Regions from separate parts of the Sus scrofa genome. Here region 2 is linked to region 1. Evidence: chromatin contacts called from public HiChIP or PLAC-seq data. All regions are on one chromosome and are shown on one strand. The core of a region is the stretch at or near the end of the contact, and the rest is flanking DNA. Distances in the headings are between cores, read along the strand shown.

Region 1 (4,280 bases), core at 795-3,294:
CCCAGCTGTCTTCTCTCTCTTTTGAGACTATTTTCTCTTCAGTGAGCAATGGTTGTTTCATTGTTTACATAGACTTACACAGTCACCCCAAACTTTGTGACCAGCTCTTGGGAGAATCTGATTTGCCAGCTCTAGTCTCTTGACCATACATCTTCCAAACAGCTGTGGTGTGGAAGGGGACTAGGGGATTGGGCACAAACATGGCTATTGGGGAGTCTTCTGTGTTGGGAAGACACCCCAAGGAGATTGCAGTAATCCATGCTGGAGATGCTGGTGACCTAACTTAAGTAGTGGCAATAGGAATAGAGAGAAACCAAAAGTTTCATGAAATATCGTGGGGTTGCAGAACTTAGGGCATGGTGGGCAGTGGATGAAAGTGAGAGGGTGAAATCAAGGTAACACTTATGGGTCAGTCTCTAGCAGCTGTGTGCACCATCAGGCTTTTTTCTGCTTGGAGAGTAGAGTAGAACTACATGTGCTGGGAAGATGGCAGGCTTGGACATTGAAGCACTACAGCACAGAGTGAAGAATATAGACCTGGATTAAATCTTGATACTTTCACTTAAGTGACTTTTGGACAGATTATTCACCCCTTCAGAGCTGTCATTTCTGTATTGATGTGGGAGATGATAAAGCTTTATGAGGTTATTATAATTATTAAATAAGATTGCATATGTAAAGTCCCAAGCACAGTGCCTTGTTATACAACCTATTTAAATAATAAATTGTAACTTATAATTGTTACTCACCTTACCAAATTGTCCTGAAGTATCTGTTGGGCATCTTAGTGATGATGAACCAAAAGATAAGAAGGGGAAAGAAAACCTCACGGTGCTTCCCCAGAAGGAAGGAAGTATGTAGGCTGTAAGAGTGGAGGTCCTGAATCATCTGGGTGACCAGCTCTTCCTGGGTGTAAGAGATTGTGTCCTCTTGTAATCAGTTGAGGGTTACCAAGATGTTTTCTATACTTTTCAATAGTTTCTTATGGAAAAATCAGAGAGATATTCTTCCTCTTGGTCTTTTGGGTCTACATTTTCCCTTCCTTAAGTTAACTGGGTGATTGCTACTCCTTATGTCTCCCTCCCTCCCTGAACTTTCTGTTGCTCCTTGTTTCTGTGTCTAGTCTTGGAAGGTAGCTGAATGCACACATTCCTTGTTTTGTTCAGTTCCCAGTGGCTAACAGGAACTTTCCTGTGTGGGTCTGCTGGTCTGGGATCGAGTCTTCTTTAGTCGACTGTCCAGGTCTCTGAATGGGTTGGAGAATTAGGGGTAGTTTGTACTTATTCGAACATGAAAGTAGATGTCCCTCCTGTGTTCTGCTCATGGAGCTTTTTCTGTCTGGGACCCCGTTTTACAAAGTCTTCCTTGGGCGGTTACAAACCATTGCCCTCCTCATTTTTCTCTGTTGCTTGTTTATGCCCAAAACAATCCTCTCTGAATGGAGGTGAAAGACCGCCTAAAGAATAAGGGAGGGAATCTGTTTTTTTAAGGCCACACTTGTGTAATATGGAAGTTCCTGGGCTAGGGGTTGAATGGAGCTGTATCTGCCGGCCATCACCACAGCCACAGCAATGAGGGATCGTAGCTGCATCTGTGACCCACACCACAGCCCACCTATGGCAATGCTGGATCCTTAACCCATTGAGTGAGGCAGGGATCAAATCTCCATCCTCACGGACATTATATCAGGTCTTAACCCACTGAGCCATGACAGGAACTTCAAGGGAGGGAATTTAATTCAGTGAGACTTCAGATAGAATTCACATGCCATGGGGTGACTGGCAGCCTATTTTTCCTTGTAGGTAAAGCTTCTGTGTTCCAGAATTAAGTTCAGGCAATGGGAATGGATGAATTGCTTTCTCCATCTTTGTGGTTCACTCTCCTGTTTTCATTTGCTTGTCTCTTCAATTATTCATTCTCCCATTCATCCTTAGATGGGATTCCAGAAGATGTAGCATGGGGGCAGAGACTACAGGAATGACTCTTGGCCAGTCCCCACTGATTGTGCAACTCATGGACATTTGACTCAGACTTTGGCATCTGGTTGAATTATTGTCAGTCAGTTTTTGTCTGTGTTTCTCTTTGTGCATTTTGATGAAGAATTGGGAGGAAGTAAAGCAGTCAGCTTTCTTATTTACTCAAAAGTCTGATGCACGTCTTCAGACAAATAACAATACTTGACTTTTAGCAAATTGTTAGTCATTTGCTTGAGCGGTGGTGGTTTTATGTAGGACTCAGCACCATGCTTTGTGTGCATTGGTCTCGTGGGAGGTGGTAGATAGGCAGCAAATAGATTGAGTAGTCCCTTGAATTTGGAAAAAGTGCTCTGTTTGGCTTGTTCTCTAGGGCTTAGTGCTTTGCCTGTTACCTCAAAACATGTTGATGGAATGAATTAGAAAAGTGAACAAGTGAACAAATGACTGAATTTTATTTTATTTAAGTTTTATTGAAGTATAGTTAATTTCCAAGGCTGTGATATTTTTTGCTGTAGGACACAATAACCCAGTCATACATATACGCATATCCATTCTCTGATTCTTTTCCCGTGTAGATTATCACAGAGTCCCAGGTAGAGTTTCTGTGCTATACAGCAGGTCCCCATTGGTCAATCATGCCGTATACCTCAGTGTGCATATGGAAGGTCCCAGGCCAGGGGTCAAATTTGAGCTGTAGCTGCCAGCCTATGCCACAGCACAGCAACACAGACCCGAGCCACATCTGCAATCTATGGAGCAGCTTCTGGCAATACCGGATCCCTAACCCACTGAGCGAGGCTAGGGATTGAATCCTCATCCTCTCAGGATAACACAGGGTCCTTAACCTACTGAACAATAATAGGAACTCCTAAAAGTTTGTTTTTATTTTGGGGAAGAAATAGACTTTTGATGATGCAGTGAGATTGTATTGAAAGCAATGATTTAGATTTTTTAGTGGTCATTTGGGGAGTGAGTCCTTTTGGAAGTTATATGCGATGGTTCCTGTTGTATGTTAGTTGTATTTAAATGTGCAAATAGAGACATTTAAAGATCCACACTGAATGGTGTTTTATTTATTTTTTTTTTAATTTTTTTTATCTTTTTGGGGCTGCACTCATGGCATATGGAGGTTCTCAGGCTACGGGTCTAATCGGAGCTGTTGCTGATGGCCTATGACAGAGCCACAGCAAAGTGGGATCCAAGCTGCGTCTGCAACCTACACCACAGCTCACAGCAACGCTGGATCCTTAACCCACCGAGCTAGGCCAGGGATCCAACCTGCAACCTCATGGTTCCTAGTTGGATTCGTTTTCACTGCGCCATGACGGGAACTCTGATGTTTTATATTTTTATTCATTCTAGGTTTCTCTGTGCTATAGAGTTGTAAAGAGGTGTGATCTCACATGTTTCTACTTCATTCTCCCTTAGGACGTTATTTAAAGAAATCACCGGGAGTCCCATTGTGGCTCAGTGGAAACGAATCTGACTAGTATCCATGAGGTTGGGGGTTTGATGCCTGGCCTCGCTCAGTGGGTTTAGGATCTGGCGTTGCCATGAGCTGGGTTGCCATGGTATATGTGCAGACATGGCTCGGATCCTGAGTTGCTGTGGTGTAGACATCAACTTTATCTCCTAAACTTCCATATTTCCTCACACTATTATCCTTCTTTAGGAAAAAAAACAACAACTATGTTTTTTACATGTACTGTATTAAAAAGAGGGAAGTTTTTGTTTGTTTTATCAAAAACCTCTTGAAATTAAAATGTCTTCTGACTGGAATGCATCACATACCAGGTGCTCATATCCATTCATGGATGAGTGGTTACAGCAAAAGATTATCTGGTCTAAAATGCTAAGAGTGAAGAGATTGAGAAACTCTGGTCTAACATAGTAGATGATTTCTGCCCCCTAAATTGGTAGAATCAGTGGGGACTTTTTTAATGCTCTTCTATTTTTCTTTTTCCTTCCTTCCTTCCTTCCTTCCTTCCTTCCTTCCTTCCTTCCTTCCTTTCTTTCTTTCTTTCTTTCTTTCTTTCTTTCTTTCTTTCTTTCTTTCTTTCTTTCTTTCTTTCTTCTTTCTTCTTTCTTCTTTCTTCTTTCTTCTTTCTTGTCTTTTTAGGGCCACACTCATGGCATATGGAAGTTCCCAGGCTAGGGGTTGAATCAGAGCTGTGGCTGCCAGCCTACACCACAGCCACAGCAATGCAAGATCCAAGCTGTGTCTGTGACCTATACCACAGTTTATGGCAGCGCCAGATCCCTAACCCACTGAGCAAGGACAGGGATTGAACCCACATCTTTATG
Region 2 (4,280 bases), core at 615-3,114, 160 kb after region 1:
TTTTTTTTTTTTTTTTTTTTGCCTTTTCTGGGGCCACACCTATGGCATATGGAGGTTCCCAGGCTAGGGGTCTAATTGGAGCTGTAGCCTCCGGCCTACACCACAGCCACAGCAACGCAGGATCCAAGCCACATCTGCGACCTGCACCACAGCTCACGGCAACGCTGGATCCTTAACCCACTGAGCAAGGCCAGGGATCAAACCCACTACCTCATGGTTCCTAGTTAGATTCGTTAACCACTGCGCCATGATGGAAACTCCACTTTTCAGATTCTTTTCCCATATAAATTATCGCAGAATGTTGAGTTGAGTTCCCTGTGCTATATAGCAGGTCCACATTAGCCAGTTATTCTATATATCACAGTGAGCATATGCCAGTCCCAGACGCTGACTCCTTTTCCACCCCTCCCCTGAACTATCCCCTTTGGTAACCACAAATTTGTTTTCAAAGAATTGACCTAAGTTTTAAATTGATACATATAAAGAGAAAATTTTACACCAGTGTCATAAATGTAAAACCAACTTTCCTTGAAAACTAAAAGATAACTTAAGAAAATGATGATATTAAGATATTTAAATACAGGAAGTTCTCTTATGGCACAGCAGGTTAAGGATCTGGCATTGTCATTGCAGTGGCTCAGGTCACTGCTGTGGTGCAATTTCAGCCTCTACCTGGGAACTTCCACATGCCACGGGCAAGGCCAACAAAAAAAAAAAATGTTTAAATACATAATGAAGTAGAAGTAATAGTAAACGCAAATCAAATTAAGTTTTTAACAGGGGAAATAGAATGTCCTGTGATCACGCAGTAGTAAAGGGATATTGGGCTCAATGGCTTGTTGCTTCAGAGATGAGGTTTTACATGCAATATGACAGTTGATTCTCAGTGCTGAATCAGCAGCAAAAAAAAAAAAAATCTCAATTCACAGATATATAAAATTGGAAATATATAAGTATGTTTAACACTACCTCTCATAGGTTGTTTGTAGAATTAGTTTTTAACCAAAATGGTGTAGGTGATTTTTTTGTTTGTTTGTCTTTTTAGGGCCGCCCCATAGCATATGGAGGTTCCCGGGACAAAAGTTGAATTAGAGCTGCAGCTGCTGGCCTGCACCACAGCCACAGCAATGCCAGATTCAAACCACATCTGTGACCTACACCATAGCTCATGGCAATGCCAGATTTTTAACCCACTGAGCGAGGCCAGGGTTGAACCTCCATCCTCATGGATACTGGTCAGATTCGTTTCCACTGAACTATGACAGGAACTCCCTGTGACTTTTTTTTTTGGACAAGCATTTGTTTCATAAGAGCAGTACTCTTCTTTTGAATGCGTCAGGTTATTGAATAATGTTCTGAAAGTGGTGGAATCAAAGAGTTTCTTTGGCATTCACTACTGCCGTCTTTTTGGGAAAATACTTATGAAAAGCTTTTCTGAAGTTCAAAATATTTTCACTGAACTCTCCATTTGAGCTTCATTCCAGTGTTTTAAGAAGCAAAGGGGTTGTTTATAGTTGCTGGTTGGCCAAGTGGATAAATGAGGTTAGAAGACTGCTCCCCAGAGCTCTGGTGTTCTGGATTCACTTTCAGTAGTGACAATAAAAGCCATTGTTTAGTGCTCTCCCACTATGCTTAGATACTGTGCTAAGTGCTGTGGTATATCATTTAATTCTCCCCATTTTTACTGTTAAGAAAACTGATGCTTAGAAAAGTAAAATACCAGGATAACTTAGCTAATGTGTAGCTCAGCTTTGAATTCAGATTGACTCAAACACTGAACTGCCAAGTCACTGTCACTGAGTCATAATTCAAGGCCACAGCTCTACATAAGGCTTTCCAGAGCCTCTAGTCCTGAGCTCACTGCAGCTAGGTCATTCCCCAGGGCTCCCCCGCCCCTTGTGGGCACACACACATGTGCTCACATGTGTAGCTGGTGAGGAGCTGCCACTAAAGGCTTTGATCCAGAAAGAAAGGAGCTAGCCCCTGCCCTGCCTGGCCTGCCTTCCAGCCTGCCTACCTTCTTGGCCATGAAGCCCTCCTGAACCACAGCCTCTCACTGTGCAACTAGTGCTACAAACCCTTATTCCACAGGATCACTGACCAGGAGATCAGACGTGAAATGGCCCAGATCATCTAGGGCACTGAATGCCAAATCTGAAACTTTGACCTTCATTTTGTGTGTGACTAGGATGTCCCTGACAATAATGTGATCTTTAAATTAGGGTAGATAAAAATCACTGGTTTCTTTTCAAAACACAAACATGGAACACTATAACAAGAGGTAAAAAATTCTAATTATGTAGTATTGACCATATAGTCATGTCATTTACTAAGGAAACTTCGTGTGTTGCAGTATCTCCCAAACATTTTCTTGTTTTCCCTGTCCATAGCAGTTCTTAGCACGGGTACGAATGAGGGCTTGTCTTTGGATTTAACAGCTGGCAATTTTTCATAACAACAAACATGGCAAGAAGGGTAATTATTTAGGAAATGGATTTTTCCTGGCGAAATATTTAAATTGTCATTTAATGAGCATCAGCAATCATTTACTGATGTGCATTTAACAGGCAGTCTAATACTAACAGCAATAAGTTCTGCATATTTGTGGAACAAGTGATTTCTTTTTTTTTAATTTTTTTATTATGGTCTATTGTCAGTGTTCTTTTAATTTCTGCTGTGCAACAAAGTGACCCAGTTATACATATACATATGTTCTTTTTCTCAAATTATACTCCATCATGTGGGAACAAGTAATTTCTATTTGACTTTCATTTTTATTTCATTTTTAAAGTTATTAATTTAACCAGGAATTTTTAAGCATCCTCTATGATCATAGTTTCACATTATGCCTGGCAGTGTGGCAGGGAGATACAAAGACACTTAGTGGGTACAAATCCTTTTGAATCTCTGGGGGAAAAATTAAAGCTCATTTCCTTTTTTATAAATGTAAATGAACAGAAAAGAGGAAAATGCAGAAACCTGAGCTAGAAACATAACCACGGTGCTTTATGTCTCATATCCTGAGTCTGGCAGAAAAATTGCACATTTCATTTTTATTGCAAAGAAAGATACATTTCCTGTTCTGATATAACTTAAAAAGAATGATTTATACTTTTCATTGATGAAAAATATTTATGACACAAATATTTACTAATGAAAAATATTTGTAAGTATGCTATTTATGAAGAATATTTATGATATGTTAATTTGGTTGACACTAGTCCCTAGGATGATACTGGAGCCTTCTGGATGTCCTTGTTTGGGTAGATTTAAGGGTTCGAGTCATGTTCAAGGCACCGTTTTCCTCACATTTAATTATTCATTAGGTCCTGTCAGAAACACTCTTGTTTGTCCTCTCCTTTACCTTTCCTGTGCCAGGACCAGAGACCAGACCCTCCTCATTACTCATCTGATGTATCACAGAGTCTCCCAATAGAGTTTTCTGTCTGCTGACGTTTGCCTTTCTGATCTCTCCTTTACATGGTGTCAGAGCTTTGTACTTAAAAAAAAAAAAAAAGGAAAGAAGAAAGGAAAGAAAGAAGAGTTGTATTTTGTATTCTTATCTTTCCCTCCTCCGATATATTATTTATAAGAATAATTATAAAAAATAAAAAATAAATGAAAATAATTATAAATCAATCCCTCAAATGTATGTCTTGTTAAGAATGAATCCTCATATTGCTCTTATTCTTAAAAAAGGTATTAAGGTGACACAGATATTAACGATATGCATTTATGAAGATATTTATTTGTACTGAGTTAGCTACTCTGGGCTGGTATCAATTGGATGCTCCTGAATGGTAATTTGTTATAAATTTGCAACAGTTTGAATTAAGGTAATGTTAACTTTACTCTGTTTTAGGCCCTTACCTCATGTCTTTATGTCTGGCATGTCCTCATCTCACTGCTGCTATAGCCAGAATATTCTGAGTACCCTCTCTTGCATAAACTTATTCCTCCTCTGTATTTTTGAAAGTACCATTCATTGGGGGATGCATCATATAATTTTCTGGACTTTTGTGGTGTGTTATCTGAAATATTTGATCATAAAATCAGAAGGAACAAAAAAGTTCTACTTGTTGGCTCCATTCTAGATGCTTTCTATGTTTCTTTGAATAAAAGAAGGCAAAGTTAGAGTTTTCTTGTGACACAGCACTTAAGGATCCAGCATTGTCACTGCAGCAGCCTGGGTTACTGCTGCAGTGCAGGTTCAGTCCCTGGCCTGGGAACTTCCACATGCTGCAGGTGCAGCTTGAAAAAAAAAGTCAAAGTAGTGTGTA

Evidence for each region. HiChIP or PLAC-seq counts read pairs in DNA pulled down with a chosen protein or histone mark.
Region 2: an H3K27ac HiChIP or PLAC-seq map of alveolar macrophages shows a contact between it and region 1. The contact joins two enhancer-like sites. A contact is called at or near these places in 1 of 5 promoter capture datasets (fetal liver) and 1 of 2 datasets of contacts at active chromatin or transcription factors (alveolar macrophages).

The regions. Positions count from the first base shown.
Region 1 is chr9:77,923,122-77,927,401 of Sscrofa11.1, forward strand. The region is part of intron 1 of UMAD1 (UBAP1-MVB12-associated (UMA)-domain containing protein 1); the gene reads left to right. Among named protein-coding and RNA genes, the nearest start is that of UMAD1, 10 kb to the left of the region's middle. Within about 2 kb of position 2,045, at least 3 of the 83 cell types and tissues checked have an H3K27ac peak or open chromatin away from gene starts, as enhancers often do. A contact at or near this core is called in alveolar macrophages, where this site is marked.
Region 2 is chr9:78,082,072-78,086,351 of Sscrofa11.1, forward strand. The region is part of intron 3 of UMAD1 (UBAP1-MVB12-associated (UMA)-domain containing protein 1); the gene reads left to right. All of the region lies in intron 1 of LOC110262233 (a long non-coding RNA gene), which reads right to left. Among named protein-coding and RNA genes, the nearest start is that of GLCCI1, 130 kb to the right of the region's middle. Within about 2 kb of position 1,865, at least 8 of the 83 cell types and tissues checked have an H3K27ac peak or open chromatin away from gene starts, as enhancers often do. A contact at or near this core is called in alveolar macrophages, where this site is marked.